Linked DNA regions of Mus musculus: region 1 is linked to region 2. A link is a contact called in public Hi-C data. All regions are on one chromosome and are shown on one strand. The core of a region is the stretch at or near the end of the contact, and the rest is flanking DNA. Distances in the headings are between cores, read along the strand shown. Region 1 overlaps Chchd6 (coiled-coil-helix-coiled-coil-helix domain containing 6). Region 2 overlaps Gm36354 (a long non-coding RNA gene).

Region 1 (6,312 bases), core at 124-2,623, 480 kb before region 2:
GAGGACTTAGTCCATGGTCACTTGGCCCCTTGTGCTTGAGCAGAACATTCCAATGGCAGCATTTTGTGGTGAAGGCTGCTTTTCAGTCCTAGACAAACAGGAAGCAGAAGAGGGAAATGGGAAGGGACAAGGACTTGCTCCAGTAGCCTACTTCTTCTAGCTGGGCCTGTGTCCTGAAGGTTTCAAAATATTCTAACATAGTTGAAGCCTACATACTCAGCCCATGAGCCTGTGGGGACTTGGCACATCCTAACATGTCTAGCATGCAAGAGGAAAAAGCAGGCTCCAGACTCCAGCTCAGACTAATATCCTTCTCTGGGACTTTTTTCTAAACAGTACAAGCAGAATTTGGGGATCACTTGAATTTGGGGATCACTTCCTTTCTTGAGGAAGAAGGGTTGGGTAAGTCTTCTGTGTGACCAACCTTATGTGAAGGTGGATCAGTTGTACAGTGTCCTCCACCTTTGTGGTCTCCTTGATTCTGGTATTACTTTAAAGAAAGGAAGAAACTTGATAGGTTGTTTTTAACCACTGAGTAGTTGAAGAAACCAAGATAAAGTACAATTATGCATCTTGCCTAAAGGTACAGCAATAGTAAGTAAGAGACCTAGGATATAAGCTCACATCTCAAGCTTGGGGTCCCCTGACCTTAGAAAAGTGATGCTCAACCTTAGCTTCATAGTTACATCCCTGAGAAGAGCATTTTAAAAATCCCTATGCCCACAGAGCCCAGCCTTCACCAGTAACCAGCCTCTGAGGGTGGGCTCAGGTGTAGCTTATGAAAGTGACTCAGGTAATTCCAGGTTACAGTCAAGGTTGGGGACCATAGACCTATACTTTAAAGGCTGAACTGAGCAACACAGCACAGCTGCCTTTAGAGCCCTATGGGAACTTCAGGCACATGGAGTTGTAGATATAAGAGAACCAGGGTAAACTGAAGAACAAGATCCAATCAAGTAGACTCAGTTGTTATTTTTAAGCAATTCAGTACTCTATGAGCACTGAGAGGCCTGCCACCTCATACCTGTATCTTGGGCCTCCGCTATGCATGAATCTGCAATCTCGTGAAGAGCAGGTATGTGTGAGCTCCAGGGGGGTCTTGCCTTTGATCAAACTCTTGGGCCATGTAGATCCCAGTGGCTCAGCAGCAAACTTCCAAGACAAAGGTGCCCCCTCCCAAGACCATGCAGCTAGAGACTCAGTGAAAGGGCTCTACAGTGAGGGTAGGAAGACCTGCCTAGGGCGTCCTTCTCACAGAAGTCCTCTAGGAGAGGCAAGACCTTTTCTCTGGAGTTTCCCAGAAGGCCCTGTCACAAAGGGCCGAGAATGCTGAATGTGCAGCCTCAGCCAGCCTTGTTCTGTAATTCTTCTGCAAATTGAACCTTTAGGATCAGCACAAAGAGCTGACCTGTCTTCTGCCTGCCTCTGTGGCCTGAAAGCACAGCCCTCATGTGCTCCTCTGCTTGAACAAGCTGGATCCCAGGGCCTATAGCTGTTTCTTAGCCATGGAATTCCAGCCTCTAACTTTACAGCTATGGGTTTGTCCTCGGGAATTTTTGTTCTTTTTTTCTACAGAGAACCAGCATACCCCTCCACACACAGCATTAAGACCCTGTAATTTTATTGAGGGTCATATCATCTATCAGTAGCAAAGTTAGAATTAAGACACACAGCTCTTGATTTGACTTTTACTTTGTGTCAGGCTATACATTTTGTTTTCATACTTTAGATATTCACTAGCCAAATATGTTCTGCAAATGTAAAAAAAAAACAAAAACCTACCTAACAAGCAGCCCTAAAGCATAGCTAGCTGCCTGGTGTTTGTTAGAGTGCTGTAACTCCCTACTGCCTGCCTCCTCCCCATGCTCTGCCAGTGGAGGGCTTACACTGGTAGATTACCTTGTCAGTTCTACTTTCTCCAAGTGCACCCTTAAATTCCCTCCCTGCCACGGCTTTTGTACATCCAGGTTAAGGACTGCTCTATTCTCATAGCTATACAAACTCTGTGCTGGTCGTTCTCTAACACCTGCTCCCTGGCCTCAAGAAGTCCTGGGGATCCAATCCCAGTCTATAAGCCCAGGTCTGGGCAAGTGAATCTGACCTCTCAGTACTGCAACACTCTCAGAGATCAGTTTGCTCACATGGCTTTAAACAGAACTTTGACCTTTTCATTCTGTTTATCAGGAACTTCTTGGAAGTTTTTCTTGAGTAGCAGGCTGCTCTGCTCTGGTGGAAGGAGCCAGACACACATGTGGTCTTGCCTTCAGTCCTCCTAAGTTTTATGGTATCTGTCCTACCTAAGGAGCTACAAGATACACCTTCTGTCATTCCATACCAGAATGCCAAAGGGTCACACATATACAGACACACATCTTGCTCATGCATAAAGGAGGAGTTTCTGGATGAAGCCTCTCATCCCTGAAGGTCTGCTGCCTTCTGTTTAGTATTCAGTGCAAATCATCACAGAAAATGTGCAGCTATTGCCAATTAATACAGCTTTGCATTTTTGTTACTATGTGTGATATATATACATGCTGTGTACAGACATAAAAAAGCACATATGTCCAAGTAAATTCTTCTCCCACCCCAGCTACATACCCAACAAAACATACACAACCCCAGGAGTGGCTGAAAGTCTGGAAGGCGCCACCAAACCCATAAAAGAGGCATAGAGGAGATTGCAGAGCAAACAAAGAGTGGCAGGAAGTTTTTGGTGTTTTGGTGTGTGGGGTGTGGTGTGGGATGTGTGGGATGTGTGTGTGTGTGTGTGTGTGTGTGTGTGTGTGTGTGTGTGTGTGTGTTTCTCTCTACCTCTTCACAAATGCAAATACTTTTGAAAGGATCTCACCTACAACCACCTCACCAGCTCTCTAATTAGCAGTTCAGACCTAGAAGTGGTTGGGGAACTTAGATGGCAGGTATGTTAAGAAATAAGAGCATAAAACACATGAAACTCAAGAAGAATGAAGACTGAAGTGTGGACACTATGCCCCTCCTTAGAATTGGGAACAAAACACCCATGGAAGGAGTTACAGAGACAAAGTTTGGAGCTGAGACGAAAGGATGGACCATCTAGAGACTGCCATATCCAGGGATCCACCCCATAATCAGCTTCCAAACGCTGACACCATTGCATACACTAGCAAGATTTTATCGAAAGGACCCAGATGTAGCTGTCTCTTGTGAGACTATGCCGGGGCCTAGCAAACACAGAAGTGGATGCTCACAGTCAGCTAATGGATGGATCACAGGGCTCCCAATGGAGGAGCTAGAGAAAGTACCCAAGGAGCTAAAGGGATCTGCAACCCTATAGGTGGAACAACATTATGAACTAACCAGTACCCCGGAGCTCTTGACTCTAGCTGCATATGTATCAAAAGATGGCCTACTCGGCCATCACTGAAAAGAGAGGCCCATTGGACACGCAAACTGTATATGCCCCAGTACAGGGGAACTCCAGGGCCAAAAAAAATGGGAATGAGTGGGTAGGGAAGTGGGGGGGAGGGTATGGGGGACTTTTGGGATAGCATTGGAAATGTAATTGAGGAAAATATGTAATAAAAATATTAATAAAAAAAAACTCAAAAAAAAAAAAGAAATAAGAGCATAGACTAATGTCCTTAGGAATGAGGGGTACCTGAAACAGTAAGGGTAGGTGCCCTAGAAAAGGAAGGGATTGGGGTATGATAGAATTGTTTTAGAAAAATGGTCCTGACAGTTGAGGGACCTATATCTAATTGGGTAGACCAAAGGTGATGAGTACAAAGTGGTCCAGAATGAATTTAAAATGCCCTTCAGCCATTCATTAAGTATACGTTGGTTGGGCTGGGTGGAGTGGCACACACCTTTACACCTAGCACTCTAGAGGCTGAGGCAGACAGATCCTGTGAGTTTGAGGCCAACCTGGTCTACATAGTAAGTTCTAGGACAGCTAAGACTACAAAGAGAGACCTTGTTTCAATAAACAAACAAACCAATAAAAATAAATAAATAAAAATATTCACTGGTTAGGCTCAGGGCTTGCCCAAGCATTGGCAAAAAGGTACAAAGCTACCCTGGAGCTCAAGCAGTTCCCAGGGCAGATAGATAATTAGCAGATGACTGCAGTACACAGTGAGAAATGCTACTGAAAATTGTATCTTAATACAGAGCATGGAGAAGGCCCTGAGAAGTCTGACTAGAGAGACCAACAAATATCGTTCATTCAGTGGAAGGGATGCTACTGGGCCTCAGTGCAGGACCAGGAGCTTCCCAGGTAGACAGGGAAGAATTAGCAAAGGAAGGAGTATTTAGAACATCCTGGAGGCTTCAAGAATAAGTAAGGCTTTGCAAGTGGTGCACAGAGACTGAGAATAGTTCCAGGGTCATTAGGAGAGGCCCTGACTCCAGCGGGGATCCTTGGGAGTCTTTGGAAGTTCCCAGCCCAGAGTGCCTGTAAAGACTGCTCTTACCACTGCCTGGATGGTGAGCTGGAGGCAGAGGATGCAACCACAGGGGACAGCAAAGACATCTGCATGCAGTGCAGTCTGTAATAGCCCACTTTACCACGGTGAGGAGTGAATGAGAAGAGCACCGTGGGAAAGGAAAAGAGTTCAGATGATCTGGAGGCAAAGCCATCTTACGTGTTCAGCTGCAACTTGACATGGAGACCCCAGGGGCAGGAAGCAGTGATAATTGACAGTTAATCTCCAGGAGTTGGGTGGAGGGCGACATTCTCTAGTGCAGGAATGTAATAAAAACACCAGGGGTAGGGGTGTGGGAGAGAGGAGGCTTTGTAGAACGATACTTTTGGAAGGACAGAGAAAGGGAACAAACAGGGTGTAGTCAGATATAGTACTGATAAGAACACAAAGGCTTTCCAGGTTCATCCAATACTTAAAAGTGGAACCTGCCAAAAATGCCAGCTTTGTCCTCAATTTCAGCCATCTCCACCAACCAAGGCAAAGATCTGTGCCTCATTCTTCATCACTGCCACAGAGATGGTTTGCCCACCAATAAGTGACCTGGCCCTCTCACCAAGGCCACTGCAGTAGCCTCCAGGTAGCCAGGCTGCCTCCACTGCTCTCCATTTAGGCTGCTACATACTGCCCATGATCCTTCTAAAAGGGATCTCTGGTGCCATATCTCATAGTACAGCCTCCAGTGGCTTCTTCCTGTCCCTAATACAGGTTCTGCATTTGTGGTCATCCCTGGATGACCTTCAATATCTATTCGCCTCACTTTGAAAGGCTGTCTGTGTTTATTGTTTTATCAAGAACTCACCTAGTACAGTCACCCTGTCAGACCCTGCCCAAGCCCTGACTTCATGTCAGTTAGCTGACTGCCTGAGGTGGCCAGGCAGGGGGAGAGGCCTTCCCTGACACCTTATGAAAACCATAGCCCCTTAAGCTTTTGGTGTGATCTTTCAAGTGGCATTGACACTGAGTGAAATTATCTGTTTACTTCTTCCATATCCACACTGTTAGCTCTGTGGAACAAGGACTTCATCCCCTTGCCTGCTGTGCTCACTGCTTGTAGGGCAAGCCTTGGCAAATAGCAAGCACCCAATATATGCTTACTGAATGTACAAAAGAAGCAAGTGGTGTGTTGGAACTATGGTGTGTTGGACATGTTTGCATCCATTTCTGGCCTGTCCCACCCTGCTCTTTGACCTCCTGTCCTTTCACCTTGGTTGTCCCTTTGCCTCTCTGGGCCTCCTCAGTTTCTTCATCTGCTAAGTTCTTACCTCAGAATAACTCTTCTGAGCTTTCTGGGAATCAAATTGGCCTGCTGGGCAATCCCTACAATAGTGCCTGGCCAAGGAAGACCAGTGAACCTTCTGAGGAGACATATTTCTCACCCCCATTGGATATTGATTCTGTGTATATTGCTGCTAAGGCCAGCACACATGTGACTGTTGCCTCTTGCATCCTCCCACAGCTTGTGTTAAAATACTCCCACCACTTGGGCAGGAATCCAAGTCCCTGAGCTTCAATCTGCCTGCCCTCCCCAAGCCATGCCTTAGTCTTCTGTGCCCTGGTCATACCATGTGCTACCCCAAGTTGGTCTGCAGTAGCCTGCTAAATCTATGAGTACAGACCCAGTGCAGAGCTGGAGCTTAGGAACTGTCTTCCTCCTAACTAGCCTGTGCATCACTCTTATGGTTCTGGCCTTGGTTTTAATTTATTCAGCAATTCTTGTATCAGGCCCTCTCACAGGCTCTGGGGATAGACCATGAGCAAATGAGACTAAAAGCCCTATGATGAGCCTTCTTTCACTCCTCAGCTCTCAGAATTCTTCCACACTCTGCTGGCCTTGTTGGTTCATATGCAT
Region 2 (5,696 bases), core at 1,524-4,023:
TGTTTTGGGTTTGTTTGTCTATTTGTATTTTTTTTTTGAGAGGGTCTTACTATGCTGACCTGGACTAGCAGGTAGTTCTTCAACGACAGGATGCTAAAGGTGAGGAATAGATGAGGAATAGGGGTGAGAAAATAGAGAAGACAGGAAAGTTAGAACCAGGACAAGTTGATGACTTATGCCAAGCAAGTTTAGGGAGAGATGGGACAGTCACCAGGAATCAATCTACAATGGGATGAGGTCAGCAGGAAACTAACCAAGCAATGTTGCTAAGGGGAGCACAGGATAGCTCACATGTGTCAGAGACCCAGCACACAGTGGCCTTGGGACTGTCATCTCCAGTCTCTTCAGTAGGGAAAGCCAAGTGCCTGGAACCAAAACTCCTTCTAGGCTCTGGCCCCAGTCCCAGACCTGACCTTACCAAGTCTGCCTCGGACACAGGACTGGGTCCCTTTTGTACTTTCACCAGGGCCTGTGATAAGGCTTTGGATCAGCCTGGTTCTGGACTCAATGTAACTCTGGCTGGCCTGGAACTCCCTATGTAGAACAGGCTGGCCTTGAGCTCAGAGTGGTCCACTTGCCTCTGCCTCTCAAATGCTAGGATCAAAGGTGTGTGCCAACACACCCAGATCTGTTTTAGTTTTTTGTTGTTGTTGTTTTGTTTTGTGTTTGTTTGTTTTTTAATCCTAGGCCTTTGACATTTATGTAAGCTGGTGAAAATAGACTCTTTCAAACATTTTTGCCTCATATTTGTCTTGCTGTTCAGACAGTCAAAGGCACTCTGTCTACTGAACTGGGACTCGTTTGAATCATCTGTCCCATAGTCCCTCTGACTTGATCAACCTTTCTAATGCAATCCACAGATAATCCCAGTTTCAGTGGTTTTCCACTCTTTACATCTTTCTTTTTTTTTTTTTTACTTGCCATAACATGCAGGCCAGAACCTCTCATTACAGGCCAAGGAGAGATGGCAACCATGAATAAGCCTGAGGTCAGCAAGCAGGCTCACTAGACAGCCAGACCAGCCAACTTGGTACTACCCATACCACTCCACCACACAGAGAGACAAGTGAAAATGAAGAATCATTAAAATATATATTGAGCTCCCACTTCCTGTAGATAATCCATTATGTGGAATATGTATTGAAATTTTGAAATAAAATTAAAATTTTTCCCTTTTAGAAAAGTTAAACTAAATTGAAAATGAGAAAGTCTAGAAATCAAAAGGCAGCAGTAGGCAGAGCACAGCATGGGAAGAATATAGCAGCAGCACGCGTGACAGATGCTGTTGTTAATAGCATGGGATTGTATCTAACGGGTGCTGACATTAATAATTACACAGCAATGTATATGGCAGATCAAAGGCTTGTGGCTAGAGAATACACAGAACTCCACTAGAAAAAAAAAAGTCAGAAAGAGCAAGACTTGAGCAGGAACTCCACGGAAATTACCCAAATGGCTAACAAGTGCAGGGGAGGCTGTGAGGACCCTTCAGTAACCATGGGCATTCAAGGGCTAGCCACAGTGAAGTATCTTTACACAGCCGTGAGCCAGGCTAAAGCCAAAATGTGGGGTAATAGCGTCAGCAACAATGTGGAAGAACTGGAATGGTTGTTTGGGGGAATCTGTGGCTCATCATCAAAGAAAATGTCTTAGTTAGGGTTTTACTACTGTGAATAGACACCATGACCAAGGCAAGTCTTATAAGAAACAACATTTAATTGAGGCTGGCTTACAGGTTCAGAGGTTCAGTCCATTATCATGAAGGTGGGAGCATGGCAGCATCTAGGCAGGCATGGTGCAGGCAGAGCTGAGAGTTCTATGTCTTCATCCAAAGGCTGCTAGTGGAAGACTGACTTCTAGGCAACTGGGGTGAGAGTCTTAAGCCCACACCCACAGTGACACACCTACTCCAACCAGGTCACACCTATTCCAACAAGGCCACACCTCCAAATGGTGTCACTCCCTGGTCCAAGAATATACAAACCATCACAGAAAGTTAAGTCGTACATTGACAATCCCACTTCTAATTCCAATTCACTTCAGTTATAGCCTTCACACAGAAGAGTGCAGAGCCTCATGGACCCTGCATCCAGGACAGGAATGAGAACGGCCACAAGATCCCGGAGGTCAACACAAGCTGTGAGCCCACCAACAGGAAAACAGAAACACAATATTTATCTAAGTAAATCCTGCAGCAAAGAACCCAAGCAAACTGCAGTCACACACAGGTATGGTGGGTCTTGCTAAAGGAATGCTACTTGTGACACAAAGAGGAGACAGACCAAATGCCTGCTTAATTTTGTTCCTTTTGTTTGTTTGTTTTTGAGACAGGGTTTTACGTTGTCCAGGCTGGCCTTGAATTTGCTATGTAGTCAAAGATGACTTTGAGCTCTTAATCCCTCCTGCCTCTACCTCCCTAAGCACTGGGACTATAGCTAGGCAGCGCAATGTCCATACATGTATATTTTAAGGCAAGATTAGACAGTGATGTTTATCACTTAGCACAGCAATAAACACAGGAAGGCTCTGGCCACCAAAATTGCCAAGAGATGAGAGTTAGAACTCAAAGGGAGCTTGGGGGCTCTGTCAGGGCTCAGGGTCATGACCTAGTGGATACTCCCAGGATACATGCCTTAGAAGCCTTTGCTTGTGTGTGTGTGTGTGTGTGTGTGTGTGTGTGTGTGTAAACATACCACTTGTTTTTTTGGATTCTGCTCTTATTTGAGGAACTGTCTGCTGAAGGCCCTGTGCCAAGAGGTTGGTCACCAGCCTGTGACACTATTTAGAAGATGGGAGTGTGTGTTTGAAGGGGACAGTGGGACAGACCCTGGTCCTTCCTCTTTCTCTCTCTCACTTTTCTTTTTTTTTTTTTAAAAGATTTATTTATTTATTTATTTATTTATTTATTTATTTATTTATTATATGTAAGTACACTGTAGCTATCTTCAGATGCACCAGAAGAGGTCATCAGATCTCATTACGGGTGGTTGTGAGCCACCATGTGGTTGCTAGGATTTGAACTTCGGACCTTCGGAAGAGCAGTCGGGTGCTCTTACCCACTGAGCCATCTCACCAGCCCCTCTCTCACTTTTCTTAATGTGTAGGAGTGTTTTGCCTACCTGTGTCCATGTCCCACATGCAAGCCTAGTGCCTGAGGAGTTCAAAAGACATCATCAGACCCCCCTGGAACTAGATGGTTACTGATGGTTGTGAGCCACCATGTGGGTGCTGGGCACTGACTCCAGGTCCTCTGCAAGAGCAACAAGTGCTCTTAACCTCTGAGCCATCTCTCCTGTCCCTTCCTCTTTCTCTTTGCTTCCCAGAAAGGATGACAGGAGAAACTCCCCCCACCACATGATCCCACCACCATATTCTGCCCCAGCAGCTCCAAAAGCAACAAAGGCAACCAGCTGTGCACTGAGACCCCCAAAACTGTGAGCCAGAACAAGCCATTATTCTTTAAAATTATTTTAAATTACCTTTTCTTTTATATGTGTGTGGGGGGACATGCTAAAGCACATGTGTGTAAATGTGTGAAAAGCAGAGGTTAACTACATCCTTTCCTCCCACCATATAGGTTCCAGGAGTCAAATTCAAGTACCAGGCTTGGCAGCAGGTAAAATGCCCTTCCCCACAAAGCCATCTTACCAGCCCAGCCTTTCCCGTTTTACAGCTGATTATCTCTGGCGCTTTATCACATCGATGCAAAGCTATTTATATAGCTTCAACATTTTCATAGTCACTTGATTTTTTTCCCCTTGAGCTTCAGTCTTGTGTAGCCCAACCTGGCCTCACCGTGCGGCTGAAGATGACTTGGAGCTCCTGGTTTTCCTGGATTCCCACCTCGGGAGCTCTGGGATGACCGACGTGTACCACCGAGCCCGGCCATATCCACCTGATTGTTAACCAGGCTGTTACTCCTGGCAGCAGCTCTACTTTCTAAAAGTGCAGCGTGAACAGTAAAGTGCGGGGATACCAGGCAAATTGTCCTCTTTCAGTGAAACAGACCTAAGTTTGGGCACAAGACAAAGGGCAAAGGGCCAGGCTGGTGCAATAAGAGAGTGGGCACTGAGCCTATCTCTGCCTGTCTGGCCTCTGCTTCACACAGTGGATCAGCACCGGGTGCAAATTGCAGTTTTGTAAATTGATTTCATTCCCAGTGCACCAGGGAGCCTGTCACACAAAGAAACCCCAGAGCAAATTCATTTATTAATTGATTCAGCAAATATTTATCGAGTGCTTGTTTTATTCACAGAGCTGTGAACCCCTTTGGAACCGAAGAATTTATGTCACAGAGTGAGTGAATTCCCTCTCATTGGCCACGAAGGCCTGTGCTTCCAGACACTGACACTTTGAATGGCATTTGTTGTTGTCTTTCTTCCTGTTTCAAAGGTGGCACATGTTCATTGTGGAGTATTTTCAAAGGAGGAAAAAAACAAAGTGGAGAAAATAAAATCAATGTATGCATCAACCACATCATTTACAAATGTGTATTCATGCGTCTGTGTACGCACATGTGTATGTGTGCTCACACATATGTGGGGTCCAGAGGCGAATGTTGACTACCTTCCTCAATGGATTCCCACTGTATTTCTTGAGTCTTAGTGAAGTGTTTGCTGCCATGGTTTATTTCAGTACAAGTGGAGTGACAGGGATAACTTGAGTTTAATCCTTAGCACCCACATTAAATGTGTGTGTGTGTGTGTGTGTGTGTGTGTGTGTGTGTGTGTGTAAACTTAGGCTCAGTGCTGAACGCCTATAGTCAGAGCACTGGGGATACAGACACAGGATCCCGGGGCTGGCTAGCCAGCTAGTCTAGATGCATTGGTAAGCTCTAGGTTCAACAGGAGGCCTCGTCTCAAAAATAAGGTGGAAGGTGATGGAAGAAGACACCTGATAGCCACCTCTGGTCTACACACACACACTCACACACATACACACACACTCACACATACATACACAGATATACACATATATATATACTCATACACACATACACACTCATACACATACACATATACACACACATATACACACACACTCACATACATACACACACACATATACATACATATACACACACATACCTACATACACACATACATACATACATGCTCACTCACACAACATACATACACACTCACACACATATACATGCACACATACATACTCATACACACACACTCACACACATACACATATATACACACACATATACATACATATACACACACATACCTACATATACACATACATACATACTCACACACACATACATACACACTCACACACATATACATATATACATACATACATACATACATACACACATATACACACATACATATACACACAGTCACCTACAAACACACTCACACACATAAACACACACACATACACCAAATGAATAATTTAAAAACCAGTCACAAGAAATCAAGAACCATGTGACACCATGAGTATATGTTCCCTAGAGCCTCTGGTTCATAGGAAGTAGCATGGTGGGTTCCAGGGCATGGGAGACAATGGAGAGTTAGTGCTTAACAGGGACAGAGCTCCAGTTTGGGAGGTTGGGGTGGCTACGGGTTTCTTTGTGCTTCACACGGGTGAGCCATGCAGTTAAAAAGGTGAAATAGAAATTTTATGGAACCTCATCCCAGCTTAAACAATTTTATTTATTTAATAATTTATTTTACAAA

What was found. A called contact is a pair of places that touch in the nucleus more often than the background predicts.
Region 1: a Hi-C map of bone marrow-derived macrophages shows a contact between it and region 2, with 15 read pairs. The contact joins two enhancer-like sites. A contact is called at or near these places in 2 of 484 Hi-C or Micro-C datasets (bone marrow-derived macrophages and nephron progenitors) and 2 of 115 datasets of contacts at active chromatin or transcription factors (neural progenitor cells and pancreatic cancer cells).

The regions. Positions count from the first base shown.
Region 1 is chr6:89,424,737-89,431,048 of GRCm38.p6, reverse strand. The region is part of intron 5 of Chchd6 (coiled-coil-helix-coiled-coil-helix domain containing 6); the gene reads left to right. Among named protein-coding and RNA genes, the nearest start is that of Gm52910, 16 kb to the right of the region's middle. Within about 2 kb of position 1,373, at least 8 of the 459 cell types and tissues checked have an H3K27ac peak or open chromatin away from gene starts, as enhancers often do. A contact at or near this core is called in bone marrow-derived macrophages, where this site is marked.
Region 2 is chr6:88,945,013-88,950,708 of GRCm38.p6, reverse strand. Gm36354 (a long non-coding RNA gene) reads right to left here. Exons shown (of 2, transcript XR_377844.2): 2 at 4,229-4,381. Among named protein-coding and RNA genes, the nearest start is that of Gm36354, 7.9 kb to the right of the region's middle. Within about 2 kb of position 2,773, at least 1 of the 459 cell types and tissues checked has an H3K27ac peak or open chromatin away from gene starts, as enhancers often do. A contact at or near this core is called in bone marrow-derived macrophages, where this site is marked.